Regions from separate parts of the Pan paniscus genome. Here region 2 is linked to region 1. A link is a contact called in public Hi-C data. All regions are on one chromosome and are shown on one strand. Each heading gives the region's core, a stretch centred on a gene start, on an enhancer-like site or on the middle of the called end of the contact. The rest is flanking DNA. Distances are from core to core; before and after follow the strand shown.

Region 1 (6,236 bases), core at 3,129-5,628:
TTCAACTTTCAAGCCAGCAATGTTGCATTTTTCCAACCAGTCTTGCGTCATCACATCTCTCCCTGACTTCAGCTAGGAAAGGTTTGCAGCTTTTAAGGACTGACGTAATTAGATTGGGCCCACCTGGATAATCCAGGCTAATCTTCCACTCCCAAGGGCCTTAACTTAATCACATCCGTAAAATTCTTTTGCCTTGTAAAATAATGCAGCCATTGGTTCCAGGGATTAGGAAGTGGACATTTCCTCCTTTGGGAGGCCATTATTCTGCCTACCATGTAGAGAGACAGCTGCATAAAAGGAAGCGGGTAGAGGTGGGGATTGAAGGTAGGAGGCCCTTTCCAGGAAACCGTGTGGAAGGGCCGTTAGGTGAGAATATTGTGCATTCTAGGAACTGTAGGGAGTTTCGTAAGGCCCAAGTATGAAGTTTACATTGGAATGTGGGAGGCTATTCATTCAATACATATTTATTGAATACTATGTGGTGGGTGCAGTTTGGGAGATGCAGGGATGCACAAGACAAAGTCCTTGTTCTCTGAGGCTAGAATGAAAAGCAAGGGATGACTGTGAGAGAATTCAGAGTTTCCTTAGGAGATTGGACTTTAAGAGTTAGAGAAAGTCATGCATTAATTCATCTGCCAAAAATTTTGTGAGCACAAGTGCCAGGCATTGTTCTAGGCTCTGAGAATACAGATGTTTAAAAACCAAAGTCAAAAAATGCCATGTCCTACATGTTAGTTGATTTTAAGCAGGAGAAGCAGATGTTTGCTTTGGAAACATCACCCTGGCTGGGTTACTTGAGAAAAGATTGGAAGGGGAATAAGACTAGAGGTAGCTCAGTCCCTTTCCTCCCGCTTCTTGAAGATTCACAGCCTTTGCTGAGCTTCACTTCCGTCCTTGAGGACTTCCTCTTTTGTCAGGAGCCCTCTTTTCCTTTTATGCCTCTACTGTACCTATCTTGGAAACCTGACCTCATGTTCTACACCTGGGCTTCCAAGTGCTGCAGAAGAAAATGATGAAAACATTCGGATGTTTTTATTCATAGCCACAACATATTAGAGTATCCAATGCCAGCTGTATCTTCAACTCTGCTGACAATTCTCTCTCTCTCTCCTCTCTCTGGAGCTACCACTCTCATTCCTTATTCCTTTCTATTTTAACCTTAACCACTTTTTTTTTTTTGAGATGGAGTTTCACTCTTGTTGCCCAGCCTGGAGTACAATGGCGTGATCTCGGCTCACCGCAACCTCTGCCTCCCTGGTTCAAGCGATTCTCCTGCCTTAGCCTCCCGAGTAGCTGGTATTACAGGCATGCGCCACCACGCCCAGCTATTTTTGTATCTTTAGTAGAGACGGGGTTTCTCCATGTTGGTCAGGCTAGTCTGGAACTCCCGACCTTAGGTGATGCGTCCACCTCGGCCTCCCAAAGTTCTGGGATTATAGGCATGAGCCACCGTGCCCAGCAACCTTAACCACTTTCTTTAAGCCTTTAACCTCATCTTGAGCCTTTCTCTCTCAGCAGATTGCTTAGAGACTACAAGGCAGCAACTAGTCCTCTCAACATCTAGTCTCAAGTTCTAGTCTCTTTACCAGTCTACAGATGCCTCTGCTTTTGTACAGCCTTCCTCTCAAAGATATCAGAGGCAGCTCCACCCCACATACCTGGGTCCCAACTCCCTCCTATTCATGATCTCGCTCTCCTTGGTCTTACTCTTCAGCATATGAACATGCTTAAGCCTTTCTTATCCTAAAAAGAAAAAACAAAAGTCTCCCCTTTGATCCTGCATTCCCCTCTACCCACTGCCTTATATTTCTCCTTGTCTTAAATCGCCAAGCCTCTAGAAAAAGCATGTCTCTTTTATTCTAGATCCAGGTTCATTCATTCACTTAGTGACCAATAATTTGTTGAGCACCAGCTTTGAATCAGGGAATGAATTAGGCCTAGAATCCACTGGAGGCATTTTCCAGCCTACCCTCCTGGAGGTTCCTGCTGCACTGGTTATCCAGTCGTTCTCTTCTGAGATTCTCCCACCCTAGTTTCTGACACTCTGTGGCCTCCAGTTTTTCTCTTACCTCTCTGGTTGTTTCTTCTTTCCTCCTTATGCCCATCTGGACGACCTCATACAGGCTTATAACTTCACTGACTACTCATAACCTACAGAATCCAAAGCTGCTATCACTTGTCCACACCCCAATATGAGTTTAGTTTCATAAGTTTGCTGTCTACTAGACATCCCCATCTAGACATTCCACAGATACCTCAAACCCAACATGTTCAAAATTAAGCTCAAGATCTCTCTGCCAACACCTGGGCCCTGTCTTACTAATTGTCCCTAACTTAGGGAATGGTACCACCTGCCAACAATTTCTAAGGCTTCGAATGGGGAGTAATTCCAGAGTCCTCCTCTTCCCTAATTTCCTACATTTTATATATTTATCAAATACTATTGATTTCTCTTCATAAGTATCTTTTGTATCTGCTCCGTTTTTTTCATCCCCACTGCCACAGCTCTGGCACAGTTTTGAGATTCCCTGATTTCCCACCTGGAACGTAGCCATGGTTTCTCTGTTGAGCTCCCAGGCTGCACTCCTGACTTGTGTTACTAGGTCCTGGCAGAAAGCAAATGGCACACTGCACTTGAGGGGTAATTTGAGGAGAGGTTAAAAAATAAGGAGACAATTTATAAAGGGTCGGCGGAGTACAGGAAAATCACAAGAAATAGTGTACAATCTACTAGGGCCAGTAGCAAATCAATGTTTCCACCCCCAGGCCCGAAAAGTCAAAGGAGGGGAGTGATTACCTGAATCAAGAGAGAGGAAGGGGGCTGGCACTGTGGCTCACGCCTGTAATACCAGCACTTTGGGAGGCTGAGGAGGGTGGATCATGAGGTCAGGAGATTGAGACCATCCTGGCTAACAAAGTGAAACACTGTCTCTACTAAAAATACAAAAAAAATTTGGCCGGGCATGGTGGCATGCGCCTGTAGTCCCAGCTACTCAGGAGGCTGAGGCAGGAGAATCGCTTGAACCCGGGAGGCAGAGGTTGCAGTAAGCCACTGCACTCCAGCCTGGGCAATAGAGTGAGACTCGGTCTCAAGAAAAAGAAAAAAAGAAAAACAAAAGAGAGAGGGAGGGGAGAGAGAACCACCCGTGGAAGCTGTGATCTTTGGTTGAGGGTGGCAGCCAGTGCACTGTGACCCCAAAGAGAGGAATCCTGAAGAATAAATATCCAGTTTCCCCTGACCTCCCTCCTTATTCAATCTTCAGCCATGGCTCCCATTGGCCAACCCAGTCTAGGAAGCCAGAGGGCCAGGAAGATCTGGAGGGGCAAATGGAAGACATGCAGTGCATCTTCCAAATCCTTCTCTATAATATGCCAGGAAGTCTTTTTCTGGTCACACTACTTCCCAGCTCCATTTGTGCACAGCAGGTTCTCTGTCACCTACAGCACCTAAACTTTTTGGCATGCCCTGGTTTCTCTTTATTCAATTTTTTCCTTACCAAAATGCATGATAAAGCCTGTGATCTGATCCTCCACTCAGCTACCCATGCCTACTTCCTGTTAGTTCTTTCCTTCAGACTTTTCACCCTAGCAGCATAGAACCACCAGTGGTAGCCGGGCACGGTGGCTCACGCCTGTAATCCCAGCACTTTGGGAGGCCGAGGTGGGTGGAACACAAGGTCAGGAGATCGAGACCATCCTGGCTAACATGGTGAAACCCCGTCTCTACTAAAAATACAAAAAAAAAAAAAAAAAAAAGAAAAAATTAGCTGGGCATAGTGGCGGGCGCCTGTAGTCCCAGCTACTCCAGAGGCTGAGCCAGAAGAATGGCGTGAACCCGGGAGGCAGAGCTTGCAGCGAGCCGAGATCACGCCACTGCACTCCAGCCTGGGCGACAGAGCGAGACTCCGTCTCAAAAAAAAAAAAAAAAAAAAAAGAACCACCAGTGGCCCCTGTAACACTCTGTTCTCTCAGGCTCCTGAGCTTGACCTGATGACAGACACAGAGTAAGCTGTCATAAATATATGTATGGTGAACAAGTGCACGGACACGTTTTTTAACCCCTGTGGCTCCTGAGATCAGGAGTAGCATCATATACATTATGACATATGTGCAGACCAAGCTGCCTTCAGTTAATTATCAAGATGTTTCACCTACATTCTCTCCTTTGATCATTACGAAAGCGTGACAGGTGAGGACGCTATTCTTGATATTCAGAGGGTGAAGTGGACTACTGAAAGTCACAAGCATTGGGTACAGAAGGCACTGTAGGATCAGAAACGGGAGTGATCCCTTTCCTCCCCATCATAAGAGTCACAGCCGACACTTCTATAACAAAAGACAAGTTAACAAGAGAAAAGCACAACAAATTTATTTAATCATGGCTTTACTTGAGAGGCTGAGGACCAGGTGTTAATCTTCATAGTCTGTCGAGAAAGAAAGAAGAAATGAGGGCAGTGGAGGAAAACACGATTCACGTTTTTAGGAAAATATACTTTGAGATTAGTGATCGTTGGTACTATGCAAACCAAATGCAAACGAGGAGCTGGCCAACTCATGGTTTCTTTTGGGTGGAGCCTTTAGGAAAATTCTTCCAGACACCACTGCTGGAAGAAAGGTATTTAGAGTAGAAAATTTAAATATAACATATTGTATGAAAGGTTTGTTTTTTTTTTAAATTTTTTTTCTCACTACCCTAGTTGGGTTGGAGGATCCTCTATCTCCCCTCCCTACTTAGGTTGACTGCTGTTTCCTCGATCGCAGCTCGGAAGATCCACCTGGGCGAATACAAAAACAAACGAGACTCCCCTTCCAGAAAGGGAGGAAGGAAGGAGACAGAAAGACGAATGACACTGAGCGTGTAAAGCCCGGAGACAGCCTCTCTCTACCCCAACCTAACCCTCAAGGTAGGGGATCCCCCGAACATCGCTACCGTAATTATGGTAGAAATTCCTGAAACGGATAACTGGACCTCAGCACCGTCATTTCTAGCAGAATGATTGCGCTTTCCTCTGACCCAAAGCCAAGGGGTTCCAGCAGGGGAAACTAACGACCATCCGCAAAAACCCTCACCCAAGTGGGGAGTGGAAATCCCGGCTCTTGGGTTGCAGAGCACAACTTGACGCCAGCGCGTTTCTCTTCCCCCACGCAATGGCAAGTGGGGCGGGAGTCGGAGGGCAGAGGAGGAGAGGAGAAGAGAAGAGGAGGGGGAAGGGGAGGGGAGAGGCGAAGGGCGGCCCGGGTTCCAGCAGCCGCCCCGCCCTCCGGCTCGCGGCGGATTCGGCGCTGCGGCTGGAGCCGGCAGCCTGGTGCCTGCCTGTCCAGGCAGGGTCTGGCCGAGCGTCGCGTCGCCGTGCAGTGCGCCGGGTGTCCGGGAGATGGCTTCCCCTCTCTCGCCTGCTGCTCCCGCTATTGTCTCACCCGGGGTGGCCTGACTCTGCGAGCTCGCGCACGCTCTCGGCGGAGAGCACCCCTCCCCACCCCCACAAGCTGGTCCTTGCGCCCTTTGCTGCCTCTCCCTCTGCCCCTTGGAGCCTAGGGTCTGTGCGGAGCCTGGAGAGGGGAGCGGCCCGGGAGCAGGCGGCGTGCGGCCGGCCAGCTCCTCTCGCGCTGGTGCAAGAGGCGCCTGGAGCCGCAGAGCGAGCCCGGGAGGCGCGGAGCGAGCAGCCCACGTCGCCAGGCACAAGACACGTCGGATGTTGCAGCAGAGCCAGCAGCTAGCGCAGGTAGGACACGCATCCTGCGGGTTGCATCGGCCCCAGCGTCTGTAAAGTGCCCCCAGAGTGGAGGAAGCCGAGGTCAGGGGGCTCTCCCTCCAACATGGCAACAGCGGAGGTGCAACAATGGAAGCAGCCGAGGGTTCCTGGCGGCGGGCTGAGCGGCGGACGCCGTGGGAGCCTGAGCTCCTGCCCGCCGGGCAGAGCAGGTTGCCCCTCACCCCACTCCACTCCACTCCAGCAGCTTCAGGGCCTCTGGGGCTCCAGGCACCCGCGTCTCCACCCCCTTCTCGCTAAACACACTTCCTGGCTCCCAGCTGCAGGGCGATCTGAACCAGTCAATGGCTTTGGGGTTTGTTTATTTAAGATAAGAAATAAAAAAAGCAAAACCTGTCCTGTGATGGGGTTAGTGCCTTCTGTGGACTGGGTGAGAAGTCAGCATCTAGCCTGGGGAATGTGTACGTTTCTTAGTCGGGCGGAGGGTAGAATTGGATTCTCCCTTATAAGGATACTGCAGCAAAA
Region 2 (7,081 bases), core at 210-2,709, 40 kb after region 1:
GTGTGGGAGTGGGGTGGTGGGGCAGCACTAGCCCTGTGATCCAGATGGGAAGCCTCCCACTTGGGTTGATTGTGATTATTCTCCCAACAGCTCACACTTGCTACCTTTCCGATTTAGAGTGGGCCTTGGGAGAGGATGAGAAAGAATTTTCCCTACGATTTTTCTAGGATTCCCCTGTTGTGCCCTTCAAGCTGAACTTTGCCCTAAGACTGACCTATATCCCTGGGATTCCTTTGTTTTGGTTTTGTTTTTTGTTTTGGCATCCCTGGGATTCTTATGGTGATTCCCAGTCTTTTGGATTTCATAGACCAGTAAAATGTCCCCCAAAGTATTTGGGGGACCAAGAGAGAATTGGCAGCCTTTTACTTGGCCAAACTTTTTTGACTTTTGCTTTTTTGAAGCAACTGACAATAATTATTAACACTGTTTCCTAAAAGAAAGGACATTTTAATGCTAAGTAGCAATACATAAAAATAAGGATTATGTTTAACATTGTATAACTGTCATTTTATGAAAAGCTCATGACATGCTTCTGCTTTTTTCTCATTTCACCGCAGATGGGTGAACTTTGTCACAGCTATTAGAGACGGACTAGCATTTGGGGACCACTGTCTTAGGCCATCCCATTCTAGCCAATGCCATGGCAACAAGGTAGGGCTTGTGGAGGCCTCATGACTTTCCCTTCTGACCCCTTCCCTTGCCAGAGAAGGTCGTGGAAGCCCTGACCGCTGCCATCTTGGACCTAGTGGAGCTGTACTGCAACACATTCAACGCAGACTTCCAGACGGCAGTGCCCGGGAGCCGCAAGCATGACCTGGTCCAGGAGGCCTGCCATTTCGCCAGGTCCCTGGCCTTCACTGTCTATGCCACCCACCGCATCCCCATCATCTGGGCTACCAGGTGAGCCCAGGGCTGAGTAGCCGCTAGGGAGCAAGCTGAGTTTGACCTCCACCAGGGCTTTTTCCTATCTGCATGTAATACCACTGTCCTAAGTCTTAGGATGTGTGGCATTGTGTGACATTGTGGTGCAATGGGGCTGCGGGGGTGAGCCAAGTGCCTGAGGAGGACTTGGGCTGGGGACATCCTAGAGGAGAGAGGAGGTCCCTTAGGAGATGAAGAAGATCCTGTTATTCCCTCTTGGTGCTGGCTGCCTCTGCATCCCTGCCCCCTCCAGATCCAAGACCAGTGGAAGGAGACATGGCAACAGATGGCCGATTCCCAGATAGAGTGCACGCTCCCTGGCCAATGGGAGGGGGTGGGGAGGTGGGATTGACCCTTTGTCTGGGGTTCTCTAGGCCTGCAGGGGTGGGTGGAGGAGGATGTTCTTTTGGTAAAATCCTCAGCGCCTCTGTTGGGTCCCCAGCATCCAAGGCCTGAGGGAATAGGCACTGGGCCCTACCCCGCCCCTGCCGGTCCCCTTTCCCCAACCCCCTTCCCCTTCTCTCTTTGTTCCTCACTTAATGTATTCCTCTGGGCGATTGGCAGAGAACAAAGGAGGCAGCCTGGGAAACCGGGGCCTTCTCTGACCTCTTCTGTCAGGCACCTGTCATGAGCCACAGGGACCCCCGTGTGTTGGCATTCATGTCGGCATATGTCGTCTTCCTCCCCCACCCTTCTCACTTGCGCATGCACGTGCACGCACACACACGCACGCACACACAGACGCTCCATGGGCTGGAGCTTTCTATAAAGAGGCTGGGTGGCCGGTTCCCATTAAAGAAAGAAAAACAACAAGACTCAGAATGGAGCCTAAAACCGAGCAGAGGAATCTAGATTGAGTTGCTTTGGCCTGAGCACATTTCCTTACATCCAGTTTGGCTGTCCTATCCGGAGATCCCGTGTTACAGCCCTCAGAGACTGAGAGTTTTACCAGGGGAAATGGATTTTGGCCTTAGAGGGACGCATAGGTTTGGGTGATTGGTTTTGGGAGCTGGGTGTCCTGACCTGCTCCCTTTCTTTTATAGCTATGAAGATTTCTACCTCTCCTGCTCCCTCAGCCACGGCGGCAAGGAGCTGTGCAGCCCCCTGCAGACCCGAAGAGCTCACTTCTCCAAGTACCTCTTCCACCTCATCGTCTGGGACCAGCAGTAAGCCCTTCCCCCAGGCTTCAGTGCCCAGGCCACTGTAGACCTGCTCAGCCTCTGAAATATCCCTGGGGCCAGATAACTAGTCCAGGACTAATGATAAAACCAGGCTCCTTGTTAACCCTAACTGGACAAGTCATTCAACCTTTTGAGTCTCCACTTCCCTGACTCATTTTTTTTTTTTTTTGAGAGGCAGCCTCGCTTTGTTGCCCAAGCTGGAGTGCAGTGGTGCGATCTCGGCTCACTGCAAGCTCCGCCTCCTGGGTTCACGCCATTCTCCTGTCTCAGCCTCCCGAGTAGCTGGGACTACAGGCGCCTGCCACCACGCCCAGCTAATTTTTTGTATTTTTAGCAGACATGGGGTTTCCATGTGTTAGCTAGGATGGTCTCGATCTCCTGACCTCGTGATCTGCCCGCCTCAGCCTCCCAGAGTGCTGGGATTACAGGTGTGAGCCACCGCGCCTGGCCTCCACTTCCCTGACTCTTAAAGGAGCCAAGTATAATTACCACTTCTCAAGTTGTCATGAGGATCCAATGAGAAGTATCTATAAAGGCTCTTTATAAACCATAAAAAACATATAAATTTTAGTTGTTGACCAGGCGCGGTAGCTTACGCCTGTAATCCCAGCACTTTGGGAGGCCGAGGTGGGCAGATCACCTGAGGCAGGGAGTTCAAGACCAGCCTGACCAACATGGAGAAACCTCGTCTCTACTAAAAAAAATACAAAATAGCCGGGCATGGTGGCGCATGCCTGTAATCCCAGCTACTAGGGAGGCTGAGGCAGGAGAATCGCTTGAACCCGGGAGGTGGAGGTTGTAGTGAGCTGAGATCATGCCATTGCACTCCAGCCTGGGCAACAAGAGCGAAATTCTGTCTCAAAAAAAAAAAAAATTAAATGTTAGTTGTTAATTTTAATAATACTTTATTTTTTGATCTTGTCTCCCTTAAAGAGTTTAACTAGTTGGAGGGCTTCTCATCCTCTCCCTTCTTCCCTCAGTTCCTGTAGACTATGGAGAGGAGACTGTGCTTTTTCCTTTATATATAGAGAAGGGAGGGTTGTCTAGAGAAAGAATATTGAGCTTGGATTCCCAGGAGTGAGCCTCTATTTCTAGCTCTGTCTCGAATACTACTTTCTCTCTATTCTTTCTGTGCCTCATTTTTTCAAACTGAGAAATGGGGACATTTGTTTCACTCAGAGGCAGTTATGGCATCGAGATGAGATAGGTGGGTTATAAATATAAATATGAAACCAAAAGCACAAGGTAGTATTAATCACCACATGTAAACAATAATTTGGTGTCGGGAAGGTAGGCGTCAGCCAAGCAAAGCAGGAAGGAAACGGAGGAGAGGGTGCCTTGCTTGAATGGGGGCACCGCAGGGGTTTTCCTGCCCTGTGCTTCATCTGTGCTATGCTCTACCTTCCTTCCAGTCAGTCAGAAAATCCCCTGTTTGCTGCCCCCAGCTTTGCTTCCCCACACTGACTATATTAGAGTCCTCATTTGCAGAGCAGCACTGCAAGCTAAGTATTTGGAGCACAGATTAAAGAGACTGAGGAGGGTCCTGGGGAGGCCGAGGATGCAAAATAGGTAGATGAAGAATCTGGAGATGCTGGAAGAGGTGGGTCCTTTTACAGATGGACAACTGGGAAAATGGACCCTTTCTCATGCCCTTCACACTTAGGTAATTCTTAGAGCAATAAAGGTGTATATGGCTGGGCACGATGGCTCACACCTGTAGTCTCACCGTACTTTGGGAGGACAAGGCGGGATAATCACTTGAGCTCAGGAATTTGAGACCAGCCTGGGCAACACAAAGAGGCCTTATCTCTACTAGAAAATTATTTTAAATGAGCTGAGTGTGGTGGCGTGCATCTGTAGTCCTAGCTACTTAAGAGGCTGAGGTGGGAGAGTCACTTGAGCCTGGGAGGTCGAGGCTGCAGTGAGCCATGATCACACCACTGCACTCTAGCCTGGGCAACAGAGTGAGACCCTATCTTAAAAAAAAAAAAAAAAAAAGGACATGGGGTGTGCATTAAAGGTCCTTAAGCAAACAACTGCCAGGACAGGAGAAACTCCTTGCAGGCAGAGGATAGCTGCATTAAATGGCCCTTGAGTTCCACCATTCCCTTGGGATTTTTTGGTCACAATTATTGCTGCTGTCAAGAGAAGGGGTGCCAGCCTGGGCAACAAGGGAGACCCAATCTCTACAAAAAATACAAAAAATTAGCTAAGTGTGGTGGCATACACCTGTGGTCCCAGCTACTTAGGAGGCTGAGGTGGGAGAATCACTTGAGCCTGGGAGGTCAAGGCTGCAGTGAGTATCCAGCCTTGGCAACAGAGCAAGACCCTGTCTCAAAAAAAAAAAAAAAAGGGGTGCTGCACAGTGTTCTGGCCCAGGAGGAACTTTAAAAAATTGGCCTTAAACCCTTTTCTCATACAGTATCAGAGGTAGAGAGGCAGCCCAGCCTGCCCCATGAGTTTCATTTTGTTCCCTGAGATCCCTACCTTGAATTTTAAAGGGGCAGTCCCCTGCCTAGAGCCTTGTGAAGGGCACTATCTTGCACTGTCCATCCAGAAGCCCCGAATGAGACTTCTTGGCCCTTCATGGTCAAGACCAGGACATTTGGGGGAAGGCGTGCCAGCGTTCAGAGGACAGTCTTTGGGCCAGTCATTCTCTCCTTCCTACCGTAGTTGCAGCCTGGGGCAGGTCTTTCAACCTAGAATGGTAGCGATAATAGGGCCTACCCTACAGGATTGTTTGAGGAGCAGTTAGGACACTGTAAATAAAGTACTTGGCACAGGCTTCTCAGCTGGGGAGCCCTCTTGGTTTTGGTTTCTCTGTTCCAAGTGACTGACAGACTGGCTGATACATGGGGATACGTGCGCATGAAAATACTATCTGTATAAGCCAGTGCCAGTGCAGTAACCACAGCATCACATAGCAAAAAGTACACAGTCTGCACACACATCATGCAAGTGAAGCTATGTTCCCCTTTTCCCTGATGAGAAACTGAGGCACAGAGATGGGAATTAAGTTGCCCAGGATTGTGAGTGGCAGAACCAGGACTGGAGCCAACCAGCACATTCCAGGAATCCTTCCTGGAGGAGGCAGCCTGTGTGATATGATGTTGTTGAATGGGCTGCAGGAAGGAGAGGGGTTTCTCAGGGAGGAAGGTAAGGGCTGCAGCCAACATAATCGTTATCCTGACCAGCCCTGGGTGAAGATCTGTGGGAGAGGTTGTGGAATACCAGATATACCCAAGGACTGAAGGGAAGAGGGCCTTGGCTGGCTCTGGTTTCACTCATAAAGTCTTCTCACTCCCCTTTTCCTTAAGATACGAAGCTGGAAGCTTCTTCCTTGGGTGAAAAGAAAGGCTCAGGACCAGCTCCCTCTCCCCTTTGCTATGGGGTCAGCTGATTCTCTGCCCCACTGTAGCGGTCCAGGGATCAGCTAACTCTCAAAATAGGCTCAGCAGCCATGCTTTGTCACCTCCAGCCAAGCCCTGGCCTGGCATGTCTGCTGGCTGCTGGAGGGGCCCTAATTATAGCTGTGGGCCCCCAGGGTAGAGGCAGCTGGGACAGAGCAGGGCTCTGCCAGTCTGTGGTGGGCTGGAGGGAGTGCCTCAGTTAGGTGGAGATTCCTCTGGAGGACAGCGGTGGAGGCAGGCTGCTTTATCATGAAACTGCCAACCTTGGGGGTGGCCGCCCTGCCCCTGCGCCCTCTGGCATAGAAGTTGCTGGGCCCTGGGCTGGCCAGGAGGGTGTGACAGTATGGACTTTGGCCCAGGGACAGCTTCCCCGAAAGGTAACGTGGGTCCTCCCTGCCTTTCCACAGCTCCCCTCCCCTGTGTACTTCACCCCACCCAGCAGTTCCTTATCCTGAGCTTAGAGGGAGTGGCTAGGTGTGATTCAGACTGAGGGACCTGGAGAGAACTTATGGGCTTGAATAGTGGTGGGGCTTATGTGTCTCAGTTCTCTTGGCCCTGCCATTGGCTTTCTCACCACTGGGGGACTTGGAGAAACCCCTCCTCTTTGTCCCTTTGGCTTTGAATCTGTTTGGGGGTGGGGGTGAGAAAAACCCACTGTGTGTCCCTGGGGCTAGGTGAAGGGGACTCCTATGAGGACAAGTGAGAGGGCTGTGGGGGAGGGTGAACCGAGGGCAGAGAACATGGTGCTTCTTCCTGGTGGCTCTCAGCAGCAAGAAGTGGGGGAGGGATGGGGACTGTCAAATGGAAAAGGAGGACAAAAGGAGTAGCTTTGCGGACCCTCTGCGGAAATCCTAAAACAAGGAAAGGAGCAAGGCTGACAACATGGGACGTGTCATCACCTGAACTCCGAGGTGGCTCTGCTAAGCAAGTTCTGTCCAGGCACCACGGGTAGCTTCAAAATCGGGATGTTTGCCTCACTCTACTGCAAAGCTCCAAGGACACCACATTGTGCTTCTGGGAACATCCAGTCGGGGTTTTGCCTAGTTTGGGACCTCTCCTGGTTCTGCAGGAGGGAGGGCTTCCTCAGGGAGTATGTCCGAACCCTGTATCCTCAGCCTCAGCCTCAGCCTGACTTCCTGGGCCACCTGTTGCTTGAAGCCACAGGAGTGGCCCCTCCTAATTTGACTTCCTGTCCTCCATAGGATCTGCTTCCCAGTGCAGGTGAACCGGCTGCCTCGGGAGACACTGCTGTGTGCCACTCTCTATGCTCTGCCCATCCCCCCACCGGGGAGCTCCTCAGAGGCCAATAAGCAGCGGCGGGTGCCTGAAGCCCTGGGCTGGGTCACTACCCCACTCTTCAACTTCAGGCAGTATGTGAGCCCCAGGGTACAGCTTCTTGGCCTTGGAAGGGGAGGAGGGGGACAGAGAAAGGGGCCTGGCTGCTGCACTGGCCAGTGCGCCTTGGGAGAGTTGGCCATGTGAGGCTCACTGGTGAAGTCCAGAGGATCCCCAAGCACAGAACTGGTGACCAGGACTATTGATGTAACCAAGAGCCACTGAGCGGTTCTG

The links. A called contact is a pair of places that touch in the nucleus more often than the background predicts.
Region 2: a contact with region 1 is called in a Hi-C map of induced pluripotent stem cells, with 4 times the contacts expected there. The contact joins the enhancer-like site here to the promoter of PIK3C2B in region 1. A contact is called at or near these places in 3 of 3 Hi-C or Micro-C datasets (fibroblasts, induced pluripotent stem cells and lymphocytes).

What each region holds. Positions count from the first base shown.
Region 1 is chr1:44,877,757-44,883,992 of NHGRI_mPanPan1-v2.0_pri, forward strand. PIK3C2B (phosphatidylinositol-4-phosphate 3-kinase catalytic subunit type 2 beta) reads left to right here and starts at 4,379. Exons shown (of 33, transcript XM_008976576.4): 1 at 4,379-5,723.
Region 2 is chr1:44,920,297-44,927,377 of NHGRI_mPanPan1-v2.0_pri, forward strand. It overlaps PIK3C2B (phosphatidylinositol-4-phosphate 3-kinase catalytic subunit type 2 beta), which reads left to right. Exons shown (of 33, transcript XM_008976576.4): 11 at 705-900; 12 at 1,965-2,087; 13 at 6,715-6,882. Among named protein-coding and RNA genes, the nearest start is that of PPP1R15B, 41 kb to the right of the region's middle. Within about 2 kb of position 1,460, at least 1 of the 2 cell types and tissues checked has open chromatin away from gene starts, as enhancers often do.